Regions from separate parts of the Sus scrofa genome. Here region 2 is linked to region 1. The links are chromatin contacts, called in public Hi-C maps. All regions are on one chromosome and are shown on one strand. Each heading gives the region's core, a stretch centred on a gene start, on an enhancer-like site or on the middle of the called end of the contact. The rest is flanking DNA. Distances are from core to core; before and after follow the strand shown. Region 1 holds the start of EXTL3 (exostosin-like 3). Region 2 holds the start of KIF13B (kinesin-like protein KIF13B).

Region 1 (4,724 bases), core at 433-2,932:
CTCCCAGCTCTCAGAAGGGACCAATCCTGGCAACCCCTTGGTCTCAGACTTTTAGCCTCCAGACAGTGAGATGATACATTTTTTTGTTGTTCGGGACACCCAGTCTGTGGGAAGTTTGAAACTCTAGCAAACAAAATACCCTCCCTAAGATAATTACTTTTTTGGTGCCCCCCTATGGTTTGCATATAAGCAAAACTCTCTTAGTTCACTAAAACCTCAGAATTTGTTTCTCTTTAGACAACTTTTTAAAAAATCATGTATTGTGAAGAAAAATTGAAAAATGCAATGCCATCCAAAATTAGAACCATTCCCCACAAATTAGAAATGTTTAAATTATTCAATAGAAATGAAAGAACCTTAAATCACATTAAACTCTAAAATATTTGCATTACTCCAGGAGTTCCTGTCGTGGAACAGTGGTTAACAAACCTGACTAGGAACAATGAGGTTGTGGGTTTGATCCTTGGCCTCCTTCAGTGGGTTAAGGATCCAGTGTTGCTGTAAGCCGTGGCCCATAGGCTGGCTACAGCTCCAATTAGACCCCCTAACCTGGGAACCTCCATATGCCGTGGGTGCGGCCCTAGGTAAGACCAAAAAAAAAAAAAAAAAAAAAATTTACGTTACTCCAAAGTTTCTTTTTACATGTCATCACATATCTTTTCACATAGTTATAATCATTGGTCACAAACTTTCTTGGGTTCTATGGTTTTTTTTTTCTTTTCTTTTCTTTTCTTTTTCTTCTTCTTAGGGTGGCGACTGCAGCATACGGAAGTTCCCAGGCTAAGGGTGGAATTGGAGCTACAGGTGCTGCCCACGTCACAGCCACAGCAACACTAGATCCAAGCCACATCTGAGACTTACACAGAAGTTTGCAGCAACAAGGAATCCTCAACCCACTGAGGGAGGCCAGGGATGGAACCCACAACCTCACAGTGACTACTCCAGTTCTTAACTGGCTGAGCCACAACAGAACTCTGGATTCTGTGTTTTTCATTTAATATTACTTGAAGAAATATTTCAACTTAGTGATGACATTCATATTCTTCTTTAAATAGCATTATTTTTCTGCATTTTACATATTATTACTTTGTTATTTCCTAATTTCTCACTGTGGATATCTTTGTATAATTTATTTTTACTCCATTTGAAGTATTTCCTTGAGGTATACACCCTGAAAAGAAAGTCCTCTATTGCACAATCTCGTATTTCCTGTCCCATTTACTGATACTCTCCAGACAGATTGAACCAGTCTGTGGTTTCACCAGAACGAAAAACCAAGGGTGCAAGTTTTTTCATAATCTTGATGTCATTAAGCTGTACAATTTTAAAATTATTTTTCCTAGCTTGAAAAGCTTTTCCTAGACCGAAAGTTGCTTAGTTTTGCACTTATGTCACCACTAGAGAGGGGCCCCAGGCACTCTGAAAGCATCTGTTTATTTTTCTCTTTGAGATGGGAGCGACACGCGTCGCAGACTAGTTGGCTGCAGTCCCTCCCAAGTGCCCGGCCTTGCCCCTCCCTAGGCCGGTTCCCCAGGCTCATCCTCGAGCCCGGGGCGGCTTTCGGGAAGCGCCCGCCAGGGGTCAGCGCAGGCTCGGCGGCGGGCTCCGCTCCCCACAATGCACCGGGCGCTCGGGTCCTCACTTCGGGAGGTAACCGAGCAGGGGCTGCTGCTGCCGGGCCCGAGGGGTTTGCGGGAGGCCGAGGGGCGGGGCTCCTGGGGGCGGGGCCAGGCCCGCCGCGGTCTTCGGCTGGTGCTCCACTCCCGCCCTCAGCTACCCCGGCTCACCTCGCACCCTCTCCAGCCTCGGAGTCTGGTCCACCTGGCGGTGTAGTAAGGTAGGGGTGCTCTTTCGGACCGTCCTTTTTTGGGGGGTGGGGGTGAAGTCTTTTCTTAATAATGCCAACAGGAGTAGTCTTACCGTTGCTAACGATTAGAGGTGGAGCAGCCAGGTTTGCGTGAAGCAATCTATTTCAAAACTCTTTTGTTTCCGTCTCATTCTCCCAGACCTCCTAGACTCTCTTGGGCTTTGGGAAGCCTGATTGGGAGAGTGTGTGCTAGAGTAATTTCAAGCTCATGGTTCATCCTTCCAGTCTTGGGAAGATAGACAAACTCCGAGGTGGGGTTAGAATGTGTAAAAACTTGTATGGGTGTGGGCTGGGTTTCTTCAGATGTGTGCCTGTGTGAAAACTCCGAAAAAAATTAATGTCCGTAGGGATTGAATCCTCAGTGTGGATGGGGGTCCTGAGACACTGCTGTTTTGGGTTCTTAGTGAGTGGCATCTGTCGTACCTGCCTCTGCCACCCTTTAGCCATCAGGAGGTGGCTGTCTTGTGATCCAAGCCAGTGGGTGCCCTCAAGTTCTATCCCACACCCCAAGATTGCTCTCCAGGACACTGCTTCCCAGCAGTCCTGCCGCCACACCTCTGAGGACCTCAGCACAGCTGACCTTAATTTGAGGATATCACAGTTTGAGTTTTTGAAAATATAAAGTTTGGCAGATAGAAAGCCCTGGAATATGGGAGCACCTGGGATAGCTTAAGCTTGTGGGGTTTGTGTGCCTCAGCCTGTTTTCTGGGTCACACTGTGTGGCTCCATCCATTCTGTCTCACTTCGCGTTACCCCAGTGTTTCCCTTGGCAATAATACCACCCTAAAATAATCTCAATCTGAAACCTGAAATTCTAAGGTGACTTCCCCTTTGCCCATTTCTAAAGGCTCAGGAAAGCACTTTAGTTCTTGATTCCTAGCCCTAATAAAATAAAATATTAGAAGTTATATTTTTCTTTGAAACCCTCACCCTGTCAAATAATCTATTCCAATAAAAGTCAGTTGATTGAATTGTGAAATCCAAGCAAGAAAACTACCTAAAAGATATATTCTTCAGGTGAATGTGATCCTAATTAATGGATTAGCTGATAGCAAAGGTAGACAATAGGAAATTGAGCAAGCTTTGATCTACAACATTTCTGCTTGTGAGAAGTTTGAACAAAGTACCTTTATTTTTCCTACCAAATGTAAAATTCTGTGAATGAGCATGGATTTCTTTTTTTGCTGTTTACACCTCTTGATTTGAGATAACAGTCAAAAACAAGAAAATTCTTTCAACTTACACCTCACCTATGCCCAAGGAAAGAAGGTAAGATTCTCCCTCTTTGATTTTTTTAATGGCTGCACCCGTGGCATATGGAAGTTTACGGGCCAGGGATTGAATCCAAGCCACAGCTGCGGCAACGCTGGATCCTTTAACCTTCTACTCAGGGCCAGGGATCTAACCTGTTCCTCTGCACTGACCCTACATGCTGCAATTGGATTCTTACCCCACTGTTCTACAGTGGGTGCTGCAACCAATACTGCAGCTCACAGCAACGCTGAATCCTTAACCCACTGAGCAAGGCCAGGGATCAAACCCTCATCTTCGTGGATGCTAGTCGGGTTCGTTTCCGCTGAGCCACAACAGGAACTCCCAAGCAGACATTCTTAAATGATCCTTAACCCTAAAGTGTCAGTTGTTCATCAAATACGAAATTATGAATTTTTCACGATGTATAATATTTTCTATTTGGAAAATATTTGTATTTTGCAAATCTAGCACTAATAGTCACTTAAAAGCCCATTGTGTATTTTTGAATTAAATGATACAAATCTTTAAAAGATTAAAAGCAAGAAAAAAATTGTCTTAGCTAGTATACATCAGTGATTCCCACCATGAATGAGGTCCTCATTTAGTGGCAATAAACTCTAAAGCTAAAACCAAAACCTAGAAAGTTATTAATAATCAACAATACCCATAAGAACTAGAGGCACTGTTTGAAGCTTAAAAGGAGCTGTTTAAGGATACGCTGAAGATAACTTTGCACAGAAGATTGCAAGCATCAATTAAGGCCTTAACTGATTCATGTGGAAAGACACACCCATAGTAAGAAACTTAAATACAAATTCATGGGCTCATCAAAAATAAGCAGATCAGATGATTCCCACATCAACTGCAATGACTATATACTCACTTTAGGTTAATTTAAAGGATTGTCCCATTGCTTTTACAACCTTTCAATGCCCTGATTATTTCAAAGCCAGCACAGCTGGCACAGTTCTTGCTTATAAAGCAGGTAAACTAAATCACTGACCTCCAGCCACAGGCTGTTTATAGGAATTAACACAAACAAGCAATTCATGATTAATCCATTTCTGGAGCAGATACTTAGCAAGCACCTACTAAGTACAAGAGGGCTCTTATTTCTTTAGCCCACTCATGAGAAATAGCTTTGAAGATGATCTCTTATTGAGTCTCCGGTCATCAGAATTGTGCATGTTGGAGGCAGGCTATTTCTCAGACACCAAGGACGTAAAATCATCTCAAAAGAACCACGAAGACCTGAGAAGCTCGATTTAAACTCCTTTCCCCCATAATTTTGGAGGGAGAAAGGGCTAGAGAAAAGTACCTTGAAGTATTTCCCCTTTGCTTCCATCCTTTGTAGTGCTAATTTTAAAACCCTCTTCATTATATAATGATACTAATTCTAATCATAGAGTCATGTAATGGGTGACTATAGAAAGCAGTTATTCTAACTCAATAATTAATCATCTGTGAACTGTTCCAACTTTCTAATAATAAAAACACCACCCTGTTTTTCATATTCAGATATTCAGTAAATGCTCTAGCACTGTGCTGAGACTGGAAATGCAAAGATGAATCATCTAACCCTTGACTTCAAGAAGCTGATCTA
Region 2 (5,252 bases), core at 1,165-3,664, 660 kb after region 1:
TCAGGAAATGTAAGGCTAGGTAAGAGATAGAACTAAATGAATAAAGAGGGACTTTACCACAAATAATGCACTTCTATTTAGAGGGTAGTAGATCTACGCATAAACCTTAATTTTAAGGTGAGTTCAGCCAAAGGAACAGCTAACATCTATTCCACAGCTAAACATATTATTCTATGCACCCCTTGAAACTCTGATACTGACAATTATTACAATCTAATCAATGACAATGTATAAATAAAAAGGATAGTACTTTCCCTGGAAAACTGAAACTCAAGGTGGGAGGGGGGTGAAGAGGGAAGGACTTTAATTATCTGAGATAATTGGTCTCTGGTGCTGGTGAGTTAACTGTCTTTTTTGGCACTGACATTTCCCAAGTTTTTTGTAAACAGGGAATTTTTTAAATGTGCTGAAATCATCCTTTCAGAATCGAATCCCAGGTAAGTTGTGTTTTCTGTGCTTTGTTTTTACCATCACTGTGATGGTAATAAACTTGAGATGCATTTAAATATAGCTGCCTGAACACTTTAAGAACAGACGCTTTCCAAAACTTTCAGGTTCATCTAAGTTCTCTCCTTTTGTCAGAACGTGGAATTAGTGAGGCAAAGACTGAAGACTCAAAACATGGCGGAAGGCAAGAACTTAAAGTAATTAAGCTCTTAGGGAAAATTCTTCAGCCTTAAGCCAACCTAGCAAGGACAGGGAAAATCACCAACTCAAAAAACAAAAACAAACAAACAAAAAAAACCACACACAACAACCAACTTCCTCCAAGAGAACAAACCAAGAAAGCATATGTCAATCTGTTGACTGTGTGTTATATCTCAATATATACAAAAGACAACAAAGGAAACTAGAAAGCAATACAATTTCTGCACTTGATTATGAAGAAGTTGCCAAAACGATTTAGAAAATGATTCTGGTGCACCCATGATTCAGATGAGTTGAGTCTTACAATTGAAAAATTATTTTCTGGGACTATAATGATCCTACTACATCGCCCGGTATAGGAGGTGTTTTCACTATATCTCATTTAAAGTAACCTGCCCAGCCACGCTGCTAGTTAGGCATTAAAGTCAAGGCCCAGCTTCAGAGTTGTGTCGGTGTTTTTTCCATTCCATTTGACTGTCTAAAGAGTATTTCAAATGTACTCGATTTATCTGCTTTTCTCTATCCTCCCTGCAGAATTGAGAGAATGTCTGAAAGATACAATTTCACAAGAATCTTGGCACCTTAGCTATTTATTGTTGAGAGATGACGAGTATGACTTCAAGCAAAAGCAAAACTTTCTCAACAGTCAAAAAAAGCAGAGGGCAAGGAAGGGGACCAACTCTTCAAAGTTCAATCAAAGTATTTACAAGCCTTTATGACCGTCCAAGTTTAAGGAACATAGTGTGAAAAGCCAAGAGGAAGGATTTTTGCACTGGAACGCTTTCTTAGGAGTAAACCAAATTCCCCGCCCTCCTTCCTGACGCGGACCTCAAGAGTGCAGGGTCGGGGCCTGGGGTCTCTAACTGTCCCTGCCAAGCCAAAGGGTGAGAACCCGAGGGGCGGGGGCCGCTCTGACAGCTGGCGAGCCGAGAGCCCAGGCGCGGTGGGGCACAGGGCAGGGGCCCGGGGAGAGAAGGAGGAAGCGAGCCCGGGGCGCGGGACGCGGGCGCCCTCCTGGAAGGGCAGGGAGACCGGAGGGCGAAAGGGCGCCGGGGAGGGGCGGGCGCGCCGGCGGAAGGGGCAGCGGGCCGGGACGTGGGGCCCGCGGCGCCCCGGGACGCTGTGCGGGCGAGGGGAGGGGCGTCCCGCGCAGGCGGGGCGGGCGCAGTGGGGGACGAGGTTTCGGGGTGCGCAAGCCGCCCTCCCTCCCAACACGGACTCCAGGGGCGGGGCCGGCCGGACCCCACACGGCGGTCGTGGCCAAGGGAAGGGAGCGCCAGGCACCTGCCGCCTCCGCCGCGGCGGACCCGGGCGGGCTTGGCTCTCACCTCTTCGATTCATGGGCCGGATCCGGACAGCCACTTTCACTTTGGAGTCGCCCATCCTGCCGCCGCCGAGGCTCTCGCTCCGGCTTCCGTCTGCCGCGGCCACCGGGCAACTCCTCGGGGCTGACCGGGCGGGAGGGGGCTGCGGGCGGGAGGGGCGGGGCCGAGGTGGGGTCTGAGGAAGGGGCGGGGTTGGCCTTGGGGCTCCCGGCGCTCCCTCGCTGCATGACGGGACTTGTAGTCTCCGAAGGGGGTCGTGGGCGGGGCGCGCTTCCCTCTCTGGAGTCTGCAAAAGCGCGTCTGCTGCTACACCTTGATTACTTACCCCCGCCGTTAGTGCTGACATAAACTGTCGATGAGCTGATACCGCACCTGAAAATAGTTGAATAGATGGCATTCGAGACCTTGCAATGGCTTTCAGACTCATTTCCTGCTAATTTTAGTGTTTGATCCCTGGCTCAAATTATTGCCACTGTTTGTATTGCCCACCTGGTCTTGTTTGCTGAAATCATCCAAAACAAGTTAAAAATTACCCCTTTTGGAAGTCTTCATAAATCCACAGGTTATCCTATACCAACCCATCCCCTTTTCTTCCAGTCAAGACCTTGGGCTCTGGCATCAATCTGGGTTCAAATCCACTCTCAGCACTTTGCAACTGTGTGCCAAGGCAATAGATTTGACCACTCCGCTTGCCTTTTCATATGTAAAATGAAGACAATAAGAGTGCCAACCTAGAGTTTCCTTGATGGCTCATCAGTTAAGGAACCTGACTAGTATCCATGAGGACTTGGGTTCCATCCCTGGCCTTGCTCAGTAGGTTAAGGATCCGGCATTGCCTACAGCTGTGGTGTAAGTTGCAGATGCAGCTCGCATTCCCCGTGGCTGTGGCCAACAGCTGTGGCTTCCATTTGACCCCTAGCCTGGGAACTTCCCTATGCGTGGGTGCAGCCCTAAAAAAGCAACAATGACAGCAAAAAAGAGTGCTAGCTTTAGAGGATTGTTGTAAGGTTTAATGAGTTAGTATAGGTAAAGCTCTTTAAAAACTCCCTGGCACATAAGTGCTCAATAAATGTTAGTCATTCTTTTTGCTGTTAAAAGCAAACTATGTCTCTCCTATCTTGTGTTTTTAAAACCGTATCTTATATGTGTAGCCTAGCCTGCAGTAGAGACCCAATAAATATTTATTACATGAATGAATCAATGAAGCCACACTAAAATGTGCTTGTTGTTAGGCCCTAGCAGAGATGTTAACTCTTGCCTGCAAATATGTTCTATTTGGCATAATGGTATTGGCCAGCACATGAAAATCAGGAGATTTTTACATGCAATGTTGGGCCTACATTACATATTGGAAATGCTGATAGGAACTGAGTAGCAATGGTCACCTTTATAAGAGGCAGGTGAGCTTGGATATATTTAATGATGGAACAGAATTCAGAACCATTTTATAGATGAGTAAATATAGAAAGCTTGCAAGACTGGCCTTTTACGAACTGTGCTGTTGTTGAAAGAGCTTCAATACAAGCAGAGTTGTCATAAAGGTTAAAAATACCTTTAAGAGGAATGTAATTTTGACACATACCAGGACATGGATGAACCTGGAAGACATTACCCCAAGTGAAATGAGCCAGACACAAAAAAGCAAACACTTTGTGATTGTGCTTATGTTACATATTTTCCCACAACTCAGGGTAAAACATTGTATCATTATGTTGTACACCTGAAACTAGTATGTCAATAAAAGTTCATTTAAAAAAGTAAAAATAAAAAGTAGAATAAAAGGTTAAAAATAGAAAATGCAACCCCAGAAACCCCTCTTTACAGGAAGGGAATTTCTTTCTCAGAAGCACTTCCTCTGAGGTTTCAGAAAGGCCTTCTTAGCTGAAGAAGTAGTTTTTAGTACTGTAAATCTTTCATTTTTACAACCCTATAAACAAAATAAGAACAAATTTAGGATTGTCAGCTTTTTAATTTTACAAAGCAAATTTAAAAACTAATGGACACAAAAAGGCTATCTACTATCACTATCATTTAAACAAACAAAAAAGTCGCAAAGAATTTATTTTTATGTTGAAATCTTTTACTTGATGAAAAACTTCACTATTGTCCTATACTCTGATTTAGTGTTGAAAAAACTTTCACCATGCCCCATAGACTGATTGCCAGGGTTGGGTATTCTGGTCCTAAGCAGATTTCCTATTAACCATCTCATCACCTACAGGTTATAACAAATAAGGTTTCCCAAAGTGCCAAGATTCCTGGGCATCCATTGTTTACTTTATATCTCTTTTATAACCTGGTAAATTTTGTTTTTAAAAGGCCTGTTCCGATGCCAGATGTCAGCTCAGATCTAGCTTTTTAAACAGAAACAAGGCAGGCAGAAAAAGAGAAGGCGACCAGTTTCTATGGGAACATTGTATTTAAAATTAAGCTCAAATTTCAGTGAGGAAGAAGCCCCTTGGGGAGTTAAAGGGGGATGGGGCATATAACAGGGAAGAGGTGAGGACTTTCTCTAAAGTTCCAAAATTATTTAAGTTATCCTGGAAACTTTCGACTGGAAGAAAATGTCAGCTTTTCAAGAGAAACACCCGTGTGGGCTGCTCTCCTTTTTAACCTGTTTTTCACTCCACTCTCCCTCTTTTGACCTCTGCAATAGAGGTGAGGACAGAGGATTCTTAGAGGAGAGAGCCAGAAACTAGGAATGCCTTTATCTCCACCTTGAAAACCTCACTGTGATAGTGAGAGGGAAAGAGCTGAGATGCAAGTTACAACCTGCAGCCCTCAGGGAGTTGGGGGTTTTCACACCAGGTAACCAGAGAGCGGTCACCTGGCTGGGGCTGCTGGCTCAGACTCCAACAGGAGAGAGGAGTGTCAAGGTGTCTCTCTTTTCAACTATTAGAGGAAAAAGAGAAAAAGAATTAATAAATAAGGTACTCCCTTGGACCTAAAGCAAGGACTTAAGAAATCGACCAATAGTTACGGTGTAGACACTGCAGTCAAGACATTGGTGAATTTGAATTGTTAAATTTCTTGGCATTGTTGACGACATTTGTTAAAATTTTACCCTGCCCCTTTGCAAACCTATTCATTCTAAAACCGATTTCTGGAGTTCCCATCATGGCTCAGGGGGTTAAGGACCTGACATAGACTTTGTGAAATGCGGGTTCGATCCCTGTCCTCACTCAGTGGATTAAGGATCTGGCGTGCCACTCAGATCTGGTGTTGCCCTGGCTATGGTATAGGCTGGCAGCTGCAGCTCCAATTCGACCGCTGGGAGCT

The links. A called contact is a pair of places that touch in the nucleus more often than the background predicts.
Region 2: a contact with region 1 is called in a Hi-C map of liver, with 2.7 times the contacts expected there. The contact joins the promoter of KIF13B here to the promoter of EXTL3 in region 1. A contact is called at or near these places in 1 of 47 Hi-C or Micro-C datasets (liver) and 1 of 2 datasets of contacts at active chromatin or transcription factors (alveolar macrophages).

Annotation. Positions count from the first base shown.
Region 1 is chr14:12,435,869-12,440,592 of Sscrofa11.1, forward strand. EXTL3 (exostosin-like 3) reads left to right here and starts at 1,683. Exons shown (of 7, transcript XM_021074090.1): 1 at 1,683-1,837.
Region 2 is chr14:13,098,029-13,103,280 of Sscrofa11.1, forward strand. KIF13B (kinesin-like protein KIF13B) reads right to left here and starts at 2,415. Exons shown (of 40, transcript XM_021072406.1): 1 at 1,977-2,415. The coding sequence starts at 2,400.